3 separate regions of the Mus musculus genome follow, and all the other regions are linked to region 3. Evidence: chromatin contacts called from public ChIA-PET and promoter capture Hi-C data. All regions are on one chromosome and are shown on one strand. Each heading gives the region's core, a stretch centred on a gene start, on an enhancer-like site or on the middle of the called end of the contact. The rest is flanking DNA. Distances are from core to core; before and after follow the strand shown. Region 1 overlaps Pak2 (p21 (RAC1) activated kinase 2). Region 2 holds the start of Pcyt1a (phosphate cytidylyltransferase 1, choline, alpha isoform). Region 3 has its middle 21 kb from the start of Bex6.

Region 1 (3,195 bases), core at 298-2,797, 140 kb after region 3:
TTTCTGGAGATGGAAAGAACCAGGTTGTCAGGCTTGGCAGAAAGTATCTTTGCCCATAGAGCCATCTCCCTGGCCCCATGACATAAATCTTTTGATCAGTCCCATGAACTTGTGTTTGTCTGAGTTCCTTACAAGTCTTCTCTGCGTTCCTACACCTCTCTGCATCAAGTCTTTGCTTTGGAGCTTTGCCATCTTGGCCTGATGTTCTGACTGGCATACTCTGGTGAACACTTCCTTTCCAGTGTGGGAGCCTCTGACTCAGTGTATGGCCGCACCTGCAGGTAGTCGGGGCTCGTTCTCATCTGTACTTAAGCTCACAGAGGTTCGTAAGGTTTGGGATGCCATGGTGTCAGTGTAGAAAGAGATTGTTAGAGTTCTGGTCAGTGTTGTTATATTAGTAAGTTCCTGAAAACATAAAGTAAAATTTTGCATCATGAACCATGTTTTCTGGTAATGTGTTTTTCACTTCTGTGTCATAGCTGATCCCAGTAGATAATATAAATTCATTTCCACTAGTTAGACTGACTGAGTCCAGACACCACTTCCTTATTTCTGTCGTGTATTTAGCTACTTCTGGTCTTCTTCAGAACACAATTGAGGAATTGTGTTGAGGCTCATCACAGTTAAACAATGGGCCTCTTAGAGAGTACAGTGTGTTTTGGCACACTTTTTGTTTTGCCTACTTGTTTGTTACTGAAAAGTATCAAAAAGTGAAAGGATTGGAGAGAGGCACTACTTACTTTTTTTTTTTTCATACAGCATTTTTGAGTAGTGGTAAAACAATATAGGCTATATTATCATTTTATTATGAAGTGTGTTTGACTTGGTTTGGGGACAGGATTTCATGTATCTTAGGCTGTGTTCAATTATTTTTTTTCTTAAAGATTTATTTATTTATTTATTCATTCATTCATTTTTATGAATATGAGTATACTGTACTATATATACAGTATGTATACAGACAGTATGCTGTCTTCAGACACACCAGAAGAAGCCATCAGATCCCTCTTCACAGATGGCTGTGAGCCACTGTGTGGTTGCTGGGACTTTTTGAAGAGCAATTGGTGCTCTTAACTGTTGAGCCAGCTCTCCAGCCCTGTGTTCAACTCTTCATGCATCCAAGAATGACTTTGAAGTTCTTGCCTCCAACCTCTCTGTGGTAGGATGCATGCGCCCCTTGTCTGGTTTTGTACAGTGCTAGGGACTGACTACCACTAAGCAGGCACTCTTTACCAACTAAGCCTCATCTCCAGTCCTGTGAGTTGTTTTTGTGTCTATTGTACCTGTCTAAAATATAAGGTTAAAGAATTTTATTGGGACCTTACCAGGCACTTTTTAGGCACTTAACACTGTCTGTAGGAGCAGTGCACAAAAAGCTGCGTTGTGGGAAAGAGACTAAGGCCATAAGTCAGCAGTGAGGGGCAAGTACAAGCTTTTCAAAGGTAACCCTGTTAGTGTGACCTGCTTTATCTGTGTCTAGTGAACGGCTGGGTGAGAAAAGGACTGCTACATTCAGGAGGGATAGGCTTCACTGGGGAGCAGAGCATGGTCAACATGAGTCAGTCGGCAGTCCTGTCTAAGGTATGCACAGTCCTTGCCCTTTGGGCTGAGTGAACTTGGGGGAGAAAAGTGACGTAAGTTATTGACTAATTGTCACAGTTATAATTCAGTTCCGGAAGTCATCCAGCACACTGGATTAGTATAGAGAAAAGCATGAGGAATGTTGGTTTTCTAACATATAATTTAATATCAGAATTTATGTAAGGTAGGGATCTTCTACTGCTATACTCCACGGTTTTTATAAGGCTTGGGGTCTGGTACTAGGATTAGATCTGTGTCATGTTTTAGGTAAGTCTCTTACTTCTTGATACTCGCCTGTGAAATGTGGCAGGTAATGTGTGTCAAAGTAATGCCCCAGAGCAAGTAGCGAGTGTGAAGGAAAGAAGAGCTGCGGGACTCAGAGGGAAGTAAGAATGTTCTCATCTCTCGGTTCTCAGGTTATAGCTGCTTTTCTCCAAGTCCTAGAATTTGAGCTAACTTGAAGAAATAAAGTTTATTTTAAATTTTGTGTGGATTTAGTTGGCCTCATTTTTATTGTAGATAAAAGTTTTCTCACAAAAGATCAAGATTCAATTACCATTCAATACCTTGTTTACTGAGGAGTTGTTTGATTTTCTAACATACGTACTTTTACATCAGAATTTATGTAAAGTAGGGATCTTCTACCACTGTCCTCCACAGTTTTTATAAGATGGATGAGAGCTCAGATGGTCAGGGTAGCTGTCTCCAAGCCTCATGACCTGAGTCTGATCCTCAGGACCCACACAGAAAGGAGCAAATTCACTGTTTCAAGTTGTTTGCTGACCTAACATACTCCTTCATGTGCATCCTGAATGGATGGATGGATGGATAGATGGATGGATGGATGGATGGATGATTTAAAAGCAAAAATAGGTCTGGAGAGATGGTTTGGTGGGTAAAACACGCCAAGCTAGTGTCAGGGCCTTAGTTTGGATCCCCAAAACCCATGTAAAGCCAGATATAGTAGTACATATTCCTGGTGTTCCTATAACAAGAAGAGAGAGATGGAAACAGGAGAATTCCTCAGAAACTCATGAGCCAGATAGCCTGGCATGCACAGCGGTAAATGAGACCCTGGCTCAAAACATGGAAAGCAAGGGCTTATCCATGAAGTTACCATTTGACCTCCAAATGTGTGCTTACACATTCTCAAGAAGATTAAATAACAAAGACAAGGGGACTAGATAGCTTCTTCCAGAGGACAAAGTTCAGTTATTGGCACCTACATTAGGTGACTCACAGCCTCTAGTAACTCCAACTCCAGTGGATCAGATGTCTTCTTTTGGCTACCTCGAGCAACCCCACACAGGCAAAACTCACACAAGCACACACACATAATTTTTTTAAATATAAAAGACAAAATATATATCTATACATGAATGCAAGTAGAGTTAAAATATCCACCAAGATAGCTATGAGAGAGATGTCACCTGTCTATCTGAGCAGAGCATTAAAAGGTGACAGGCAGTCTTGGCATTACAGCCACACTGCCTTATTAAAATGAACTCTAATGTCCAAAAACTGTTATTTTGTGTTTGTACCACAGTAAGAGCCAAGATTTTAAGCTCTACTCAAAACAAAACAAAACAAACAAAAAGACTTTTTATCTATTTA
Region 2 (3,104 bases), core at 436-2,935, 230 kb before region 3:
AAGTTTCTCCTTCCTCAATGCCTATTCCTGGCAGTTTCTCCACAACAAACGCCTATATCCTTATTGCTTCTATAACTATCACCATCCCTATTTCAATATAGCTTTTGGCTCTCCCAACAAAAATTGTGTTTTAGTCCTCAATCATAACTAGCTATCTTGATTACGGTCAAATAGCTTTCTCCAGTTAAGGCCATCTGTTGGAGCCTGTGGCCAGCACAGGTCCCAGTTCCTAACTCACTCTACACTTACTTCTCTGCAGTTCCTTAATCATAGAATCATTACAGAAAGAAAAACCTCAAATAATCCAAACCCACTACTTCTCAAACTAAAAAAGCAACAACAGCAAAAAGCTAGACATGGTGGCATGCACCTTTAATCTTGAGGCAGAGGCCAGGAGTCTCTGTGAGTTCAAGGCCACCCTGGTCTAGATGGTTCCAGGTCAGTGGCTATACATAGTGAGATCCTGTATTAATGCCTCAGAGCCAGCACTGGTGAGGCAGAAATAGGCAGATCTCTGAGTTCAAGGCCAGCCCGGTCTACAGAGGGAGTTCCAGGACAACCAGGGCTACATAGAGACACCTTGACTTGAAGAAACAAACTCACAAGCAAGAGCAAAGAAACAAAACCAAAACACTTTAAGTCCACCAAAATTTTTAAGCCCAACTGAAAATACTTGTCTCAGCCTCCTGGGTGTCTGAATTCTAGTTGTGTATCACCACACCCAGTTTTCAAACTTTAGCTCGTTTACTGCATACGTAGTAAGATGTAGGAAGCTAACTTTATAGCATCATTGCAAACACACCTGAAACCTATTTTATAAATCCTTACTATGTGAACACAGCGGGGATTTCTATTGTAGACCAGTTGTCTGTATTTAGTTAGTTGCCATCCAACTAAACTGTCTTCACAGCCCAATAGTAAACTGGGACTCAGAGTTGGGTGGCATAATCCAACTCTGAACTTTCCGCTTACTGACGAAGACACTAGCTCAGTGGTGAACTAAGTTTCTCACCCACGGAAGTTTGCCCGTAAAATTCAAACTCTGGTCTGGTCTCACACCAGTGCGGTTTCTTCGTAAGACCTGTGCCGGGTGGGTCCCTCGCTCATTCACTCACACTTTGTACACAAACACAAGTGCAAAGCACCACCCCCAATTCCTGATCTTACATTCTCCTCCAAGTCAGCCCTCAAAGTCGCTGCTTGTCGGTGAGCGCGCCCTCGCAGCCGCTGCTTCATGGTCCCTCGGATCAATCCCCTCAGTCACTATCCATCGATCAGTCAGTCCCCGGGTAGTCACTGCTGCATACTTACTCGGTCATGGTCCCGTCGCAGCCTCTGCCTCGTGCTCTCCGAGGTCAGAGTCCCTCGCATTTACTGCTCCGGGGGTCACAGACCCCTCACAAGCGGCCACCCCTGGGTCACAGTCCTCTTGGCTGTCATTGTACCTCGGTCACAGTAGCCTCCTGCTTCACACTTTCCCTAGCTGTCACTGGCCCACTCTTCAGTCGCAGCCCCCTCACGCTCCCAGCCCGCCTTTGTCCTCGCAAAGCACCCACTACCCGGAGTTTCCTTACCTCAACTCCTCCAGGCTCCGGTCCCCCTCGGATCCCTTCCCCGCGCCGCGTCACCGACTAGCGAAGTCAAATGGGTTGCGGGGAGACGCCCGGGAAACATCTGACCGGACTGCGGACCGGAAGTCCCGCCTCCCGCCCGCCCTCTTGTCAATGCCACCTCCGCATTCCTGAAAACCACAACCTGACAGAGTAGTTCCGCTTCCAGAGGGGCCGGGCGCGTGGGGTGACTGAGCCGAAGCGCTGGAGGCAGGCGCGGGGTCGGCGGGCTCGGAATTCCGGATGTGTGGCGCCTCCTGCCGCCGGTCTCCCGGCGTCCCCTGCGCCCGCTGCCCCTCGCCTTCTCCGCAGGGCTGGGGCTCCGATGTCCGACCTCCCCGAGGACTTCGAGCCCGCCGGCTCGGTCAGGCGAGCTCGGGTCTGAGCTCATCCTCTGTCTGCCAGTTATTCGGACCTGGGTTGACTCATCAGAAAACGAGCCTAGAAATCGACCCGGGAAGTAGTGGAGCAGGAGTAGAGGCGAGGGCAAAAATGCACAGACAAGGAGGCTGTAGTCTAGGGAACGAACTTCCTACGGTGAGCTTTTGGGGGATTTTGTTTGGCCGAGTCCCCCCCCCCCACACACACACACACACAACACACTTCTAAGATTTTGTGTGTCCACGGAGGCCATAAATGGGGTGACATGTCTTGGAGCTAGAGTTAACGGGCCTTTGTGAATACCTGGGTGCTGGGACCTGAACTCTAGTGGGTTTTGTTTTTTTTGGTTTTTTGGTTTTTTGTTTTTTGTTTTTTGTTTTTTTTTTTTTCGTTTTTTCGAGACAGGGTTTCTCTGTGTAGCCCTGGCTGTCCTGGAACTCACTCTGTAGACCAGGCTGGCCTCGAACTCAGAAATCCACCTGCCTGTGCCTCCCCAGTGCTGGGATTAAAGGCGTGCACCACCACTGCCGGGCTAATTCTAGTCTTAATTGAACAGTAAGTGCTTTTAACTCTTAACCACTGAACTCTCTCTCCAGACTTTTTGAGGGGAATTAAAAGTAACTATCAGACATGGCCTTTACTGTTGCCGAGACTGGCCTGGACCTTACTATTTGTCCCATGCCGGCCTTGAATTTGCAGTGGACCTCCTGCCTCAGACTCTAGAGTGCGGTCATTAGCCGCCACACCCTGTGCAATTCTGTAGCTGTAAGGCAAGTGGGAAGAAAACTCTACAGGAGAAAGATGGGGGGGGTGGGGGTAGACTTTTATGTATTTGTTTGCATTTTTTACTTGAAGATAACTGAGAGGAAAGAGGATGGGTGAACTTGTGCATCTGCTGAGGTGCTTCTAAGGAGAAAAATGATTAAAAGCTAGCACACACACTTAAGTTCAAATAGGTATTTGGACTTGGCAGATAAAATGCCCCCAAAAAAGGACTTCGTAGCTGGAGGAGACACCAAGGGCCTCTCTGGGGAAGATGGGCATCACAAAGGTAGTAGTTTAGACTGTAGCTAACATAGAAACCTAGGAATCTTTTTATGGTGGTGGTTATTT
Region 3 (3,061 bases), core at 483-2,982:
GTTTCTTTTCCTCTTGCTATAAAGATGACCTGGCAAAAGCAACCTAAGAGAGAAGGGGTCACAGCAGGGATTTCAAAACCTCGTGAGCTTGAGGGCAGTGGTCACATTCATCCACTGTCGTAGAGACAAGGAATGTGCACATGCTGGTGATCAGCTCGCTTTCTCCTGCCTGGGGAATGATGCTGCCCGCAGTGGGCAGAACTTCCCATTTCCACTAAGGCAATCAAGATCATCCCCCAAAGTCATGTGTGTTTCCCCGGGTGAATTCTGCATTATCAAGTTGACATCATTCACTTTTGATATTTTCTCCATTTTTCCCTGACTGTCAGGGTTATGGATCAATCCATCCATATAATTACCATCCAGTCTCCATGGAACTTAGAGACACAGCATGAACGAGCACGTTTCACCTAGATCCATCATATTTACCTCCAACCACCTGGAAGGCAAGGGCTTCTGTTTCTCATGTCTCCATGCTTCTCATTCACTTGCTGGATCTTTGGTTGACAGGGTAGGAGGGCAAGGACTCTACCTGCAGTCAGGCATGTAGCATTGTACACACATGGATGCCACAGGGAAGTTGCCTGGGAACAGGACATGCGTAGTTGGGTATCAAAACAGAGGTAATGAAGAATTCTGCAAAGATCCCCGGAAAATGTGATTCTAGGACCTTCTGGTTTTTTTCACCAAAACCTACAGGCACAGCACCCTAAATAACCTTTCCACACCAATGTCACAGCAGAGGCTTTGTGGAGAATACGATCTCTCAAGAGAGTGCCTAAGTCACCAGTCTCTTGCATGATTTTACCTGCTGGATTTCAGGGAAGTCACTGGCCCTTTCTGAACCTCAGCCTCTGGTCTGTGAATGAATTGTAACAACACAGTCCCAACCCCTCACATGACTGAGGTACTAGACTAAGGCGCTAATGGAAGATGGTTTCATGTGTAACCATTTCTAGCTAGGCTGTTGTGGTACACGTCCCTATTTCCAGCACACTGGAGGTAGAGGCAGGCAGATTTCTGAGTTCTAGGCCAGCCTGGTCTACAGAATGAATTCCAGGACAGCCAGGGCTACACAGAGAGAATACGCCTCAGGGAGGAGAGAGGGAGGGAGACCTACTTTTAAAACTGGCTCTAGACTGAACCAAAGAGGGACGAGGGACACAGGTTTTAGACCGTTTCTGTAGGGCTCTGTAAAGCTGCCTCTGAACCACCCTGGGAGAATGCGACGGATCTGGGATATAGTCTGTTTACTTGCAATTTCCAGGGAGATTCCATATCGTCTTCTGGTAACGCAGATCGAAGCATGTTTTATAGTGCACATTTCCTTATCATTTGTTGTTTAGCTTTCTGGTGCAGTTGGAGCCTGGGAGTATTTTGAGGGTAAGAAAAGAAGCTATTCATCTTTATATCCTGTCCAGGACAACGGGGCCCTAGGGCCCCCGGCTTGTTGACCTGACTGTATTGTTCTTTCTTCTCTGGAACTCGGAAATAGGCTGGCCGGGGTTCTTTGTCCGCTTTACACGGTATATTTGCAGAGTTCAAAACAACCCTTGCTTTAATTAGGCTTGTGTTTTCTCTCCTGTTAAATTTAATTTCCCCGCTGTTATTGTATGGCCCGGGATGGGGCCGGAAGCGTTGACATCGAGGAAGGGAGCACCTGTTTCTGCTTCAGGGCCATTACTGTTCCCTGCAGAGCCTGGTGAGGCCCCCTCCCCCTCCCTCTGCTTCCTTATCAAGTGAAATCGGACACTGATGGAAATTGACAGAGGCAGGCAGAGAAGCTAGAGCCAGCCCTCCAGGGAAACCGGAAAGCAGAAGAGAACTCTGCGGGGACCCCCCTCCCCATCTGCCTCTCTTTTGGCATCTCCATTTCCTCACCACCTCTGGCTTCACTGTTTTCATCTGGGGGATGGCATCTGGGGTTACAAAGGGCTTTAGGGGTCGTGAAACCCTCCTCCTTGCTCCAGTGCACTCCGGACGATCCTTCTCCTCGGTGCAGTTGACATTTCCAGAGATGGGATTTTGCCGCTCCCCCTGAAGATCATTTGGCCTTGTGTTACCCTGTAGTCTGCCTGCAGTGGTCCCGTGGGACAGCTCTGGAGTCTCCTGTTTCTAGTTCACCCCCTGAGGAAGCCCCTTGAAAGCAAGAGTTTCTCCGAAACTTACAAACCGGAAGGGGAGTCAGGAAGGGGGGCTGTGCAGGAAGGAAATGAGAACAAAGATCTGAGGGCCCTTGTTATTAGACGCGTTCTCACGACCGGCCAGGAAGAACACCACAGACCAGAATCTTCTGCGGCAAAGCTTTATTCTTACATCTTCAGGAGCCAGGGTGCAGGAAGCAAGAGAGCAAGAAGCAAGAGAGAGAGAAAACGAAACCCCGTCCCTCTTAAGGAGCATTCTCCTTCGCCTCGGACGTGTCACTCCCTGATTGGCTGCAGCCCATCGGCCGAGTTGACGTCACGGGGAAGGCAGAGCACAAGTAGTCATAAGATACCCTTGGCACATGCGCAGATTATTTGTTTACCACTTAGAACACAGCTGTCAGCGCCATCTTGTAACGGCGAATGTGGGCGCGGCTCCCAACATCTCCCCCTATCCTTTTAATAAGAGCAAATAGGCCACCCATATTAATGAGAGTGGAGATAGAGGTCAAATCCCCAGTGTGTAGGTAAAGGAGCCATGTACAGGATTAGCTCTTAGGCTTACAGGCTTTTACCCAGAGCAACCCTGACCTGTTCCCGTGTCGTTTTGCCTGGGGGAAGGGAACTAGGACACTGAACCTTCATGAAAGATGACATGTCTCCCTAGAATAGGCTCATATATGCCGCAGAGCCTTTCCATTGCAGTGCTTAGCCTTGCAACTCTCTCGGGCTGCTGAAGCACACTCACTCTATCCCGTGCAATGAGACTAGCCTCGTGGGATATAAGAGCTGAGTGGCCAGCGACCTATTGCCTAAGCATAGATATATCAGGGGAAGCTCCATGTTCTAGTCCTGCAAGCGCCTGGGCAATAACCACCTTGTCTCTCCTAGTTTGGGCCTTAAGCTTACAGACCAAT

Evidence for each region. Promoter capture Hi-C pulls out the DNA fragments that hold promoters and counts their contacts. ChIA-PET counts read pairs in DNA pulled down with a chosen protein or histone mark.
Region 1: a promoter capture Hi-C map of the HPC-7 cell line shows a contact between it and region 3, with 3 times the contacts expected there. The contact joins two enhancer-like sites. A contact is called at or near these places in 7 of 39 promoter capture datasets (the C10 cell line, the HPC-7 cell line, embryonic stem cells and 4 more), 1 of 15 datasets of contacts at CTCF or cohesin (the NIH/3T3 cell line), 9 of 484 Hi-C or Micro-C datasets (the Ba/F3 cell line, CD4 T cells, CD8 T cells and 5 more), 1 of 115 datasets of contacts at active chromatin or transcription factors (bone marrow-derived macrophages) and 2 of 9 other capture datasets (adipose tissue and liver).
Region 2: a contact with region 3 is called in an RNA polymerase II ChIA-PET map of memory CD8 T cells, with 38 read pairs. The contact joins the promoter of Pcyt1a here to the enhancer-like site in region 3. A contact is called at or near these places in 2 of 39 promoter capture datasets (the C10 cell line and neutrophils), 1 of 484 Hi-C or Micro-C datasets (nephron progenitors) and 7 of 115 datasets of contacts at active chromatin or transcription factors (the 230-238 cell line, bone marrow-derived macrophages, effector CD8 T cells and 3 more).

The regions. Positions count from the first base shown.
Region 1 is chr16:32,057,368-32,060,562 of GRCm38.p6, reverse strand. All of the region lies in intron 1 of Pak2 (p21 (RAC1) activated kinase 2), which reads left to right. Among named protein-coding and RNA genes, the nearest start is that of Gm26419, 6.9 kb to the left of the region's middle. Within about 2 kb of position 1,547, at least 109 of the 459 cell types and tissues checked have an H3K27ac peak or open chromatin away from gene starts, as enhancers often do. A contact at or near this core is called in CD8 T cells, the HPC-7 cell line, adipose tissue and 2 more, where this site is marked.
Region 2 is chr16:32,429,502-32,432,605 of GRCm38.p6, reverse strand. It overlaps Pcyt1a (phosphate cytidylyltransferase 1, choline, alpha isoform), which reads right to left and starts at 1,685. Exons shown (of 9, transcript NM_009981.4): 1 at 1,575-1,685.
Region 3 is chr16:32,199,517-32,202,577 of GRCm38.p6, reverse strand. No RefSeq gene overlaps it. Among named protein-coding and RNA genes, the nearest start is that of Bex6, 21 kb to the right of the region's middle. Within about 2 kb of position 1,732, at least 110 of the 459 cell types and tissues checked have an H3K27ac peak or open chromatin away from gene starts, as enhancers often do. A contact at or near this core is called in the 230-238 cell line, CD8 T cells, the HPC-7 cell line and 5 more, where this site is marked.